Linked DNA regions of Danio rerio: region 1 is linked to region 2. The links are chromatin contacts, called in public Hi-C maps. All regions are on one chromosome and are shown on one strand. The core of a region is the stretch at or near the end of the contact, and the rest is flanking DNA. Distances in the headings are between cores, read along the strand shown.

What was found. Hi-C and Micro-C count contacts between places; a contact is called where the count stands out from the background.
Region 1: a Hi-C map of hematopoietic stem cells shows a contact between it and region 2, with 1.9 times the contacts expected there. The contact joins the promoter of vhll here to the promoter of irak3 in region 2. A contact is called at or near these places in 3 of 18 Hi-C or Micro-C datasets (caudal fin, hematopoietic stem cells and an unstated tissue).

The regions. Positions count from the first base shown.
Region 1 is chr4:13,537,831-13,544,163 of GRCz12tu, forward strand. It overlaps vhll (von Hippel-Lindau tumor suppressor like), which reads left to right and starts at 4,520. Exons shown (of 3, transcript NM_001128792.1): 1 at 4,520-4,720; 2 at 4,787-4,921; 3 at 5,698-5,884. The coding sequence starts at 4,540. The coding sequence ends at 5,858.
Region 2 is chr4:13,361,067-13,367,167 of GRCz12tu, forward strand. It overlaps irak3 (interleukin-1 receptor-associated kinase 3), which reads right to left and starts at 4,829. Exons shown (of 13, transcript XM_017355295.4): 1 at 4,628-4,829; 2 at 3,876-4,058; 3 at 3,085-3,128; 4 at 2,840-2,906; 5 at 2,206-2,357; 6 at 711-775; 7 at 509-620; 8 at 317-435; 9 at 43-241. The coding sequence starts at 4,790.

The DNA of each region.
Region 1 (6,333 bases), core at 3,270-5,769, 180 kb after region 2:
ACAAAAGCAACAAGCGCATTATGCCCAGTGTGGCGAAAGGTTCTCGTCATTGTCTCGGCAGAAGACAAGCAATGTAAGTAGAACATCAAAGGGGCGAGCTGGAGAATAGACTGTCTGAGCCAAGAGCTTTAGATCTGCTCTGCACTATACATAATCACCCCGTCGGAAAAATACAGTAGGCTTTACAGGTAGAGCTGGAGGACACTGGGGATGGGTGTCATTGTTACTGGCTCTCTGGGCTTCAATAACACAAAAGGGTTTAAGAGTATAGCAAGCTAAACAAATATACTGAGTCATATGTTGAGGTATTTCATCCTCATGTTTCAAAGTTGTTTGTTTCAATCCCGACAGGATGTCATTAAAGGGTTATAGAGTAGATTTGGTGACTATTTAAGTTTAAAATTCAAATTCAACCCCAACGCCATGGGAACTTTGCATTTTGTTTGGAAATCGTCCAACCTAAAATCAACCAAATATCAATGTCTAATGATGTTACAGCTTGACGTTATGTGGACGTTACCACTATGACGTTTATCAGATGTTGGGTTTCGATTGCATATACCTGACGAATAAATGTCAGTATTTGACATCAATATGACGTTGGATTTTGGTTACTTTTCACCAAAACCTAAAGTCAACCAAATATCAACGTCATTTGACGTCGTTATTGGACGTAATGTTGTCCTTAGACTCTGGCTAGACATTGAATTTTGGTCACCTGACATCACAACCTAAATCTAACCTAATATTAACGTCTCATGACGTTGTGTGTCTGCTAAGCAATAACTAAATGCACTACAGAATGTTACGTTTACACACATCCACAAATTACATGTAAATGCATCAGCTTTTTACAGCGTAATACTCACTACTCTTGAGTACTTTTAAAAGGTCTTTTTACTCATACTATGAGAAATATTTACAACAGAAACTTTTACTCTAGTTGCACTACACGTTTAGGCAAGTAATGGTACTTTTACTTAAGTATGATTTTTCAGTACTCTTTCCACCAACGTCTAGCTCACATTTTGTTTATTAATTAATAAAAATAAATATCTATTTCATTTCAACTTTATTTGTTTATAAAATGTAAATTTGCTACAAGAGTTTTAGATTTTCAATGACTTTGCATGACTTTTCAGGTCTGAAAATCACCATCTTCCACTCCATGGTGTATGGAAAGTCTCTCATTCTCTCCAATTCTCTTATTTGATTTCTTTTAACATGGATACATTTGTTCTTCAACATCATATGAAGCGGTTTGTCCATAAACGTGTGTGTGGCAAGGCTTTTATTGTTAACAATAAAACAGCAAACAGCGCAAATAGGCAAAAAAAAAAAAAGAGGGCCAAACAAAAACACCTCGAAATCCTTTAGAGTAAATGCCAAACCACCCACTCTATCAAACACGACCTGCCAAGAAACATCAGAAAGAAACCTGCTGCGCCACCTTCTTATAGTATAATGAATTGCTATAAATAAAGGCAGGGAAAATTATAGAGGAATTACCAAAAAAAAAAAAGAGGTAGGAAAACGCATTAACAGAGCATCATCCAGACTCGTGGGACGATGCCGTAAGGAGACTCTAAACTAAATAAATCACTTCTCTAAGACTTTGAAAAGCGATCGCATTTACACGGATGGCGTGCTTTAAGACTCCTGGCCGATATATGATTGTGTGTGTGTGTGTGTGTGTGTGTGTGTGTGTGTGTATAGTCTGAGCTGTAAAGTGAATCATTGTCTCTGGAGAATAGGATCTTTTTTGGCCCTGCCCTGCTTCTCCAGAGACAAAAAACACTGACATCAAAGCCTCGCTGTCATCATGCAAGAATTTCGGAGTGCCCCCATCCTTCAAGAACCAGCCACCCTGGAATTTTAAGTGGATTTCTCCATCCCATCTCTCCCTGGGTCTCTATCTGAACAGAACGGGTGAGGGGATCCAGGATGGCAAACCATATGACTTTTAGAAGTGCTTTACTATCTAGTAGACATACTCATTTGATTCATTTATGATAGACTTTTGTTTGGCAAAGCTGAGGTTACTCGAGCATCATTACTCTGGTCTTTGGTGTAAAATGATACAGTATGAAGCATTTTGATATGCTGATTTGATGCTCGAGACACATTCTTGTTATCATTAATGCTGAAAGCTGTTGTGGTGCTTGATATTTTGTCTTAAATTAATATTTAATGTGGCATTAGAAAGATACTGATTTTTTATTCAGCTAGGTTGTATTTAAAGACAGACTTGTGTATTTTACAAAACATTTCTATATAAAATACATTTTGTGATTTTAAAATTTCTTATTACAAAAACTGGTGAAAACATTCTGGTTTTCATTAAAAACGGAGCACAAACATATAGTATAAGCAAAAAAAAAAATACAATTCTACATAAAATTCAGCTTTTTCACCACAGAAAAAATATATTTTAAAATATATTAAAATAGAAAGCAGTTGTTTAAAATGTGTAATATTTCACACTGTTGCTATTTTTACTTTAAAGGTTTGAAAAGCATAAAAGTAAAAACATTAAATCAAAGGTTTTCAGGCAAATATGAAAACAATAATATTATAAATGACCTAATATATTATAATTTATGTCATTATATGTATGTATATTTTAAAGAATCAAACTTTAATCTAAAATAGGATTTATAAGATATAAATGAACACTCTAAAATATATTTACCACAAAGAAACAAGACAGTAAATATTGCATTTGAATATGATTTTAGTAAAACAAAAAAAGGGCTCTATTTACTGTATTAATATGATGATATTGTCAATATATTGATCTTAACAGGTGTTTAACATTGTATTGGGTTGTGTTTAAGGATTACTGGTTTATGGTATGAGATTACACATTTATTATTTTTCCAGGCCTATCAAAAATATAGTTGTAATCAAAATAGCTTCCATTTCATTCATTTTCTTTTCAGCTTAGTCCCTTTATTAATCCGGGGTCGCCACAGCGGAATGAACTGCCAACTTATCCAGCACGTTTTTACGAAACCATCTCTGTGAAACATCCACACACTCATACACTACAGACAATTAAGCCTAATTCACCTGTACCACATCTTTGGACTGTAAGAGAAACCGGAAGACACAGAGGAAACCCACGCGAACGCAGGGAGAACATGCAAACTCCACACAGAAACGCCAACTGACCCAGCGGAGGCTCGAACCAGCAACCTTCTTGCTGTGAGGCAACAGCACTACCTACTGCGCCACTGCGTCTTCTTAAAATAGCTTCGAGTCACTTGATTTTATAAGACATATTACTTTAGCATAAGGGAGAGGTTTTTAAATAACGTTTTGTAAGATATAACTAGGCCCACATGGAATCTACACGTGCAGAAATCCGCAGATTTCCACAGATTTTTAGCCCTCATTGAGTCTGTATATTCACTTGCGTAAATGTGTGTAAATTTATATTTATTCCCTTTTTTAAATTCATTTTACTAATTTATTGTTATATAATAATAGTTATATTTAAATGTTCATATGATTTCTTGACAATACTGTTTGTGGAGCAATGTTTTCTGTCTTTCAGCAGATAGAGAGACTTGCTTTGTTTATCAAATAAGTGGCTCTAATTGGATTTGCATTGTAAACAATACAAGTAATATATATATATATATATATATATATATATATATATATATATATATATATATATATATATATATATATATATAATATATATATATATATATATATATATATATATATATATATATATATATATATATATATATATATATATATATAAATATATATATATATATATATATATATATATATATATATATATATATATATATATATTTATATATATTGCATTTTTTAATATTGATATTTATATATATATGTATATATATATATATGTATATATATATATATATATATATATATATATATATATATATATATATATATATATATATATATACTATTTTTTATTTCATATTTCAGGTTATTAGTTATGATACTCCTAAAATTATTCCACATAAATCTGCAGAATTTATTAATTAATTTTTTTTTTACATAATTCTCTATAGAAATAGCAAAAAATGTCTGCAGATTCTGTCTAGCCCTAAATACAACATATTAGCCTATTAGCATTCTGTTATCAAAACGTTGGGTGACGAGTAGGATGTTGTGTTGAAGAAATAGTTGACCCAAAAATGCAAATTCTATCATCATTTTCTCACCCTTTACTAGTTCCAAAACTGTTTGACTTTGTACAGTTGAACACGAAAGAATATAATTTGAGGATAGCTGGAAACCTGTAACCATCGACTTCCATTTTTTGTTTATCCTACACTGGAAGTCAATGGCTACATGTTTTCAGCTTTCTTCAGGATATCTTCTTTTATGTCCAACAGAATAAAGGTTTGGAACATGAGGATAAGAAAATAATGAGTACATTTTTGGGTGAACTACTCCTTTAAGAGTAGACCTTTATAAAGCGTGTAACACTGCCACCTGTCAGCATTACAGCGACACTGCATCTGTCAGAGCAGCAGCACCATGGCTGAGCAGGAAGCGCCCGCACCTCTAAAATCTCTCAACTCCGATGATCCAACATACATTTCTTTTATTAACAAATCCAACAGAACAGCAGAAGCATGGTGGCTGAACTTCTCGGGAAAGCCGGTGTCTTACGGCGACATAAATCCAGGGAAATCTCTTCAGATGAACACTTATCTGAGTAAGTAACGCTATCATAAAACTGTTTGTTTCCAGTCGAGGTTTGCACTAAATCAAGTATTTCCAGCTCATCCATGGATGTTCAGAGCATCTGATGGAGCTAAACTGCTGGTTAGCTTCAGTGAAGTTTACTTTCCTGCTCCTGCGCAGTATGATGATTACGGGCACCCGCATTTCCAGGCGGTCTACGTCACTACTCCAAGTACGTATCCATCAGTATTGTTATATATCTGTGCTCTAGTTTCAAAATATTTGATTAATGTAAAGGTCCTGCTTGTTTATATTTGTAAGAATTTTTAGTTAAGTATTTATACTCTTATTTTTATGTTTGTTTTATTTTATTTTATGTATTGATGTTATCATTTACTTTCTATCACCCTGGCATTGTTTTGTTTGCTGTATTGTCATGTATATGTTGTTTAAAGCATAATAAAAAAAATAAATTAAAAAAAAAGTATTGTTATACATCGAAAACGTAATTTTTGGATATTTTAATTATGATAATTTGAATAATGAAGCTTTTGTTATTAACCTATTTATTTTGTTAATTAAGTTTCATATTCATAAGTGTAAATTTCCAACAAAAAACTTGTTTTACTGTGTTTTATAAGGAACTGAAAAATTACTTTTGCACTATTCAGCATAGTGCTCATCGAAAAGCCATTAAAACTGTCCAACTGTCCTCTAGTTTCAATATTTTTGATTAATGTAAAGGTCCTGCTTATTTGTATTTGTAAGAATTTTAGTTAATTGTTTACTCTTGTTTTTATGTTTGTTTAATTTATTTATTTTATGTATTATTATCATTTACTTTCTATCACACTGGCATTGTTTTGTTTACTATATTGTCATGTATATGTTGTTTAAAGCATAATAATATTATTAATAATAATAATAATAATGATAATAAAAAGTATTTTTATACATCAATTTGCGGATGTTTCAATTAAACGTTTTGCTCTATTTTGTTTTTGTCAGTGTATTCATTACAAGAATGCTGCCTGCGGCTGATCAGGAGTTTGGTGAGAAAACAAGACATCTGCAAGCTGGAAATACCTGAGGGTTTGAGACAGGACATCAGGCGCGCGCCTGATTTACTGAGAGACATCCAGACATTATCCGCCGCGAGAGATCTGTGAAGGCTACAAACAGAGCCATTTCTCTCTTTTCGATAAAACCGAAAGAAAAAAAAAATCCCATATTCAAAGTGAAAGTATGCTATAGGCTACCTCACTATGAACGTAGTCAGCCTTTTCTCTTTCCTGTTCCGTGATGTTATTTGTTTGGTACTGGAGTTTACAAAAGATATGGAGCTCGTACGCTCTGGTGACTGGTCTTTCTTAAACAGTAAAATTATTGAAGGTCATCAGTGCCAAAATTCTTTTAACGACAATAAAATTATGGAGGGTCATCAGTGCCAAAATTCTTTTAACGACAATAAAATTATGGAGGGTTATCAGTGTCAAAATTCTTTTAACAACAATAAAATTATGGAGGGTCATCAGTGCCAAAATTCTTTTAACGACAATAAAATTATGGAGGGTTATCAGTGTCAAAATTCTTTTAACAACAATAAAATTATGGAGGGTCATCAGTGCCAAAATTCTTTTACCA
Region 2 (6,101 bases), core at 3,579-6,078:
TTATACAAATTAAACATTTTCTTAGACGCTCCAGCTTCTCACCACACCAAGACTGTAAACATCAAGTTTGACTGACAGCTTTCCATCTCGAATGTACTCCTCTGGAAGATAGCCTAGATTACTATGTAGAGCAGTATTCATGACAATAGTGCAGCTCTGGTCAACAGAGTGTGGCCGCAGGCGAGCTAATCCAAAATCGCACAATTTAGGCTGCATGTTTTCATCCAGGAGAATGTTTGAACTGCCAAAGGAACACAAAACTCAATGCATGCTCTTTACTGCCACCTACAAAAGTATTTTTGGCTTTTAACGGCACCTTGTGATGTTTCCACATATAACAGTGCACGGTTGTGAAGTGTGTAGATGATGGACTGCCTTCGCCGTGCCTTTGATAATATTCAGCCGTTCTTGCCAAGATAGAGGCTTGTCAACGTGCTGTAATAAAACCAAAAGTAAGAGAAATAATAGATCACAGTTAGAAAAGACAGTTTGCTTGTGGATGACTGACCTCATGAAGTCTGTGGAATAATGATCCATTTTGAAGGAACGGGTAAACCAAACAGAAGCGATCCGAATCTGAAAAGCTCCCCCATAACTCTAAGATGTTAGGATGCTGGTTGCTAGGATGACAAACAAACGTAAATAAATAAATGACAAAATGATAAATGAACTTATTTGAATGTGGCTAGGTATGCAAAGTCCGGACTTACAGTTGGAGAACTTCAATTTCCTTGGTGAATTTTTCCCACAGTGCCTTCCAGTCAGTTTTATTTTCCTGTAAAACATAATAGAAGTCATTTGATCAGTTCTTTTCACAATTTGAATATTATTATATTCCAAAAATCAAGAAAGCAAAACATACAATTATTTTTATCATGATTCTAATTTTCCCCAATTTTCCAAATTCATTTGAGGTTTCATTTGTTAATATTAGTTACTTGTGTTAGTTAACTTTAATTATCTATGAAAAAATGTGGTGGTTCATTCCACTGTGTTGTACTCTGATTAATAAGGACTAAACTGAAGGAAAATTATTGAATGAAAATGCATCTACAGGGTTTATTAATTTTCTTTTTTTAGCAAATGTTAGTTTCAGTTTCACTTTATTAAAATCCAGAGTCATATTTGATCACGTGTTAATTACTAACATAAGCAACTTAATTCCATGCAATTATATTTATTCAAATAAAGCATTATTATTGTTGTTACTAATATGTAATTTCATAATTTACTTTTTTGTTATGTTCTTGTGGTACACATATAAAATGGCTGATGAATGTAAAACCAAAGGTAATCAAAATTTAAAAAAGCATTTGCTGTATTAAATTTATACTGAATATAAATATTTGCTCTGAATGTAAACTGTAAAACATGTACTGTAAATTAATAATTTTTCATTTAAAAGCCTTAACAATAACATAATTTCCCTCAACTAATTGTTTATCCAGCTGTGGCGAGTTCTGAAATAGAAACTAAGCCTATAGAAAATGAATGAATGAATGATTGATATAACTTCATAATTAGTACATTACATATAGCATTATTTTTACTTGCATTAACTGTTCATTAAAGACCTTGATTTTGTAGTTATATGATTACAGTGCTCAGCATAATTGAGTACACCCCATTTTGAAAATTCATATTTTTATCAATTTCTCAGTGAATGTAGGCAATGTATTTTGTTGCATTTAAACAAAGCAGATTTATTAAACAGATTTATTTATTAAATTAATATTTTAGTCACCAAACATATTTAGTACTTGAAAGATAATAAAATTAAATTCAAGCTAAATATTGCAAAAAAAAAACCAACCTAAAAACCTACAAAATTTCAACTAAATTTTAACAATTTATTTTTTTTTTGCTTTTTTTTGTATTTAATAATTTTGTGTAACATAAATTTGGGTGAACTAGTTTTTGGACCGTTATTGCAAGTTATTTTGTTAGATAAGCTCCAGATTTGGCTTGAGTACTGACTAATCTAATGTATATGCACAAATATAATATTGTATAGCTTCCTATTAAAAATATGAACTTAAAAGATAGATTTGTGAGGGGTGTACTCATATGCTGAGCACTGTGTATTATTAATTTAATATTGAACAATTGCAACACAATAACAAAATACAGATAAAACTGGTGTATGAAGGTTAACACAAGGTGAAACCCTAAGTACTGTAAAAAGAGCTATTAATAGTTTATGACCTGTTTGAAAACTTTCACAGCAAAAGATCTGTTTCCCCATCGTCCACAGTAGACCTCAGCAAATCCACTGCCTCCGATTTTTAAGTCCTGGTGGAAATGCCTGGTTCCCTCAATGACGTCAAAATATGTGATGAAACACTTCTGTTTTTCACCTACGAGATGAGCAAACAAGGTTTCACCTTATATGCCTATGAAACTGCTCAAAACAGAAATGAAACTTTACACCTAATATTAAAAAAATCTGTTCTGAACTAGCTGAACTGTGCTGAAACACAATCATATCCTCAAAAATCTGAAAAAAAGAGGAAAACTTGATCTGCGTCATCACGTATTCACCATTTGATTATTTCAATCCTGTTAAAAGTTTCTTCCTTCTGTTGAACACAATGGAAAATATCTTAAAGAATGTTAAAAACTGGGAGCCTTTAGATTTCCTTTGTATTTTTTGTCCTACTATGAAAGTCAATGAGGGCCAACATTCTTCCAAATTACATCGTATTGTCTCAAAAAAAGGTTTGGAAACATTAACTAAACCTAACTAAACTTAACTAAACATAAACTTTCATTTAGCATTTAACTTTCCCTTTAACTAAAGAGCAAACACTTAAGTGTTTATATTTAAAGAGTGAACTACCTTCAACAGAAACAGACTCTGCATGTAGATCTGATACTTGACAGGATTTCCCAGTACTTCGTAGATACTGATGGGAAAAAAACAACAACAGATAACATACAGTATAATCATAATGTGACTAAATTAGCAAAAACCAAACTGCTAACATTCTAAAAGATCAACATTAGATTAAACTAAACCTCTGATCAGCATCTTGCGCAAAGGAAGTTAATAACAGCAACAAAAAATATATTAAAAGACAGTACCGTGGGATAGTGAGGTGGTGAAGACGACTTCAGCACACATGAATCTAAAAAATAAATAAATAAATCAACAACATCAATCTTTCAGCTGGTGTGTTGTGGGTGAGAATACTTTGGGTAAGAGTGGCTGTGGTTTTTTTTTTTAAATCGGATGCTTTGTTTTGTTTCATTTCATAGTTTATTTCCGTTCATTTAGGTTTGGTTCCTTTTTAAAGCAAAATATATGGATGTTTTTTCAATCTAAATTAAATCTAGCTGATAAAAACGCAGTACAAATTAAACAAGCTAAAATTGAATGGCCTCCAACCATCACTGAAAATAATGATTCATTTGATTTACTAAATTTAAGGTAAGTGTTTGCAAACAATTTATATAAGCTGATTTTAAACAAATAAATTCAATTTAGTGATGTTCAACTTAATTTGTTTGTTTAAATTCAGCCCATATAAATTGTTTGTAAGCACTTAACCTAAAAAAAATGTATTAAATCCAATGAATATTTTTTTTCAGTGTATATTACATATAAGGCTTAATGTTTTCACTTTATTTATCAGCATGCTGAATGTGTATTGAGAGTATAACCACCTGAGAAAGAACATGGTAATATAAGGTAACTACAGGAGTTCAAAGATAGGTTTCCCAGTTTATGTAAATGCGACACCTTTAGTAACTGTAAATGCATCTACAATACATACTAACTACAACTGTTACCATATTATCATGGTATATTACTGTAAATGAAAAAATAAATCTCATCCAGTATTATATTCTTACAGTCAACATAAGGATGTTACCTTGCGATTGAAAAAGACTCCTGGCTCGCGCGTGACCCATCTCATCCAGAACCTTCAGCAGATCCTCTACAGTTTTATTCCGCTGGGCCCACGACCACATCAGCTCTTTGGTCGGACTTTTCCCAGCAACTGCGTACATTTCAATACATCTCACCTCCAGCTGGCTGGAAAGAATGCGAGACGCTGTAAAGATGAATAGTGATGAGTATCAGTAAATGATTCCCATAATATCCAGTGCATTAGATACACGAAGATGGTTTCTAGCTGATTCAAACTCATTATTAGTTTGAGAACCAAGACTAACTTGACCACCATCAGCTTGAGTATAAAACATACTAGAAGGCAGTAGGTCATCTTGAACCATGAGTAAGTCTTGACCAATTAACCAATTCAGTTTCTTCTAGAAACTCAATATAGAGACCAGTATTAAATGTTTGCTACGAATAACCATGTTAGTTGTAGTTATATTATGCTAATAAGTTATATTTAATGTAGTTCAATCATTCTTGTAGTAAAAATGTAGTTATAAAACTCATTAATGCACCACAAAACAATAGGCTTTTACTATAAATGGTTAATAAAGAAATATAAAAACATCCTTGAGCTAAAGGTTATTTTACATCTAACTATCCCGAATTTAACACCAACTCATTCACATGACGCCTAAACTGATACCGTTGTGGTTTGTTTGTACTTACAAATAACGGGTGTATGGCGTTATAGCCTGTATGAAGATATTGAGTTAGTTTTACCTAAAGTTCTCCATCCCAGCCCGTCGACCCCGCTGTCCATCAGTCTACAGAAGCTCTCCATGAGCACCGGCGGCACGTCGAAGAGGAGCGTGGACGGCTCGGTGTTACCTGACATGTTTCTGGTGGATCCAGGTGTGAATGTTATGATGTTTGGATGTTTCATGCCTCTCTCACTGACTGATGATGATGATGACTCTACACTGCTCTCTTGTGTTGAGGTCTATTTCTAAAATACGGAAATTCCCAAACCCCACCTACTTCCTCAAACCATTTCACACTCTGAACATAGTTTATTTGTGCGTAGAAGAGAGAAAACAGGCAAAACAAACATTTCCTAGCAACTTATTAGTAAATAAATAGTACTTTTCATACGTATAATAACAACAAATATAACAGTTATAATAACACCAACAAATAATACACTATTCCTTATTCTTAATAATAATAATGGAATGTCCTTGCACTGTTTGCTTGTGTTCTGTTTAATTTGAATAAAAAAAACTCTTCCCAACAACTAATATATATATATATATATATATATATATATATATATATATATATATATATATATATATATATATATATATATATATATATATATATATACATACACACACATATATAGTTTCAACAATTTATCATATATAATAATTTTGGTTATGAATATGTAATGTGCCTATATATATATATATATATATATATATATATATATATATATATATATATATATATATAGTTTCAACAATTAACCATATATAATAATTTTGGTTATGGATATGTAATGTGCCTATTTATATATATATATATATATATATATATATATATATATATATATATATATATATATATATATATATATATATATATATATATATATATATATATATATATATATATATATATATATATATATATATATGACTACCTATTTTAATAAGATAGTCATTATTGCTGTTACTATTATTATCAAATACATCATCATTACATCATCATCATAAACAATATAATAATAATTGTATCAAGAAAATATATTTTGCCATTTGCTATTAAGTTAAACATTATTATACACTAAAAACAGTAAAAGTTATGCACCAAGCTATACACAGTGAAAACAGTAATTACAAATATATAATAACAACAACAATAATAAACAAATGATAAGATACCATTTTATACTTTATGTAATTATTTATTTACAGCTCTTTTAAATTAATTTAAGATATAACTATCAACAGCAGACCATAATACAACTTTCTGATGTTCAATGAGGAACATTAACGTGTATATATATATCTCCTCTAGGCACATTACATGTTCATAACCATTACCATTTATATTACTATTTTATTTTTTGATAGTCATTTTTAATGTTGTTACTATTATTATATAAACATCATCAATATTATCGTCATCATAAACAGTATAATAATAATAATAATAATAAGTAATAATAATAATGTATTTTGCCATTTGC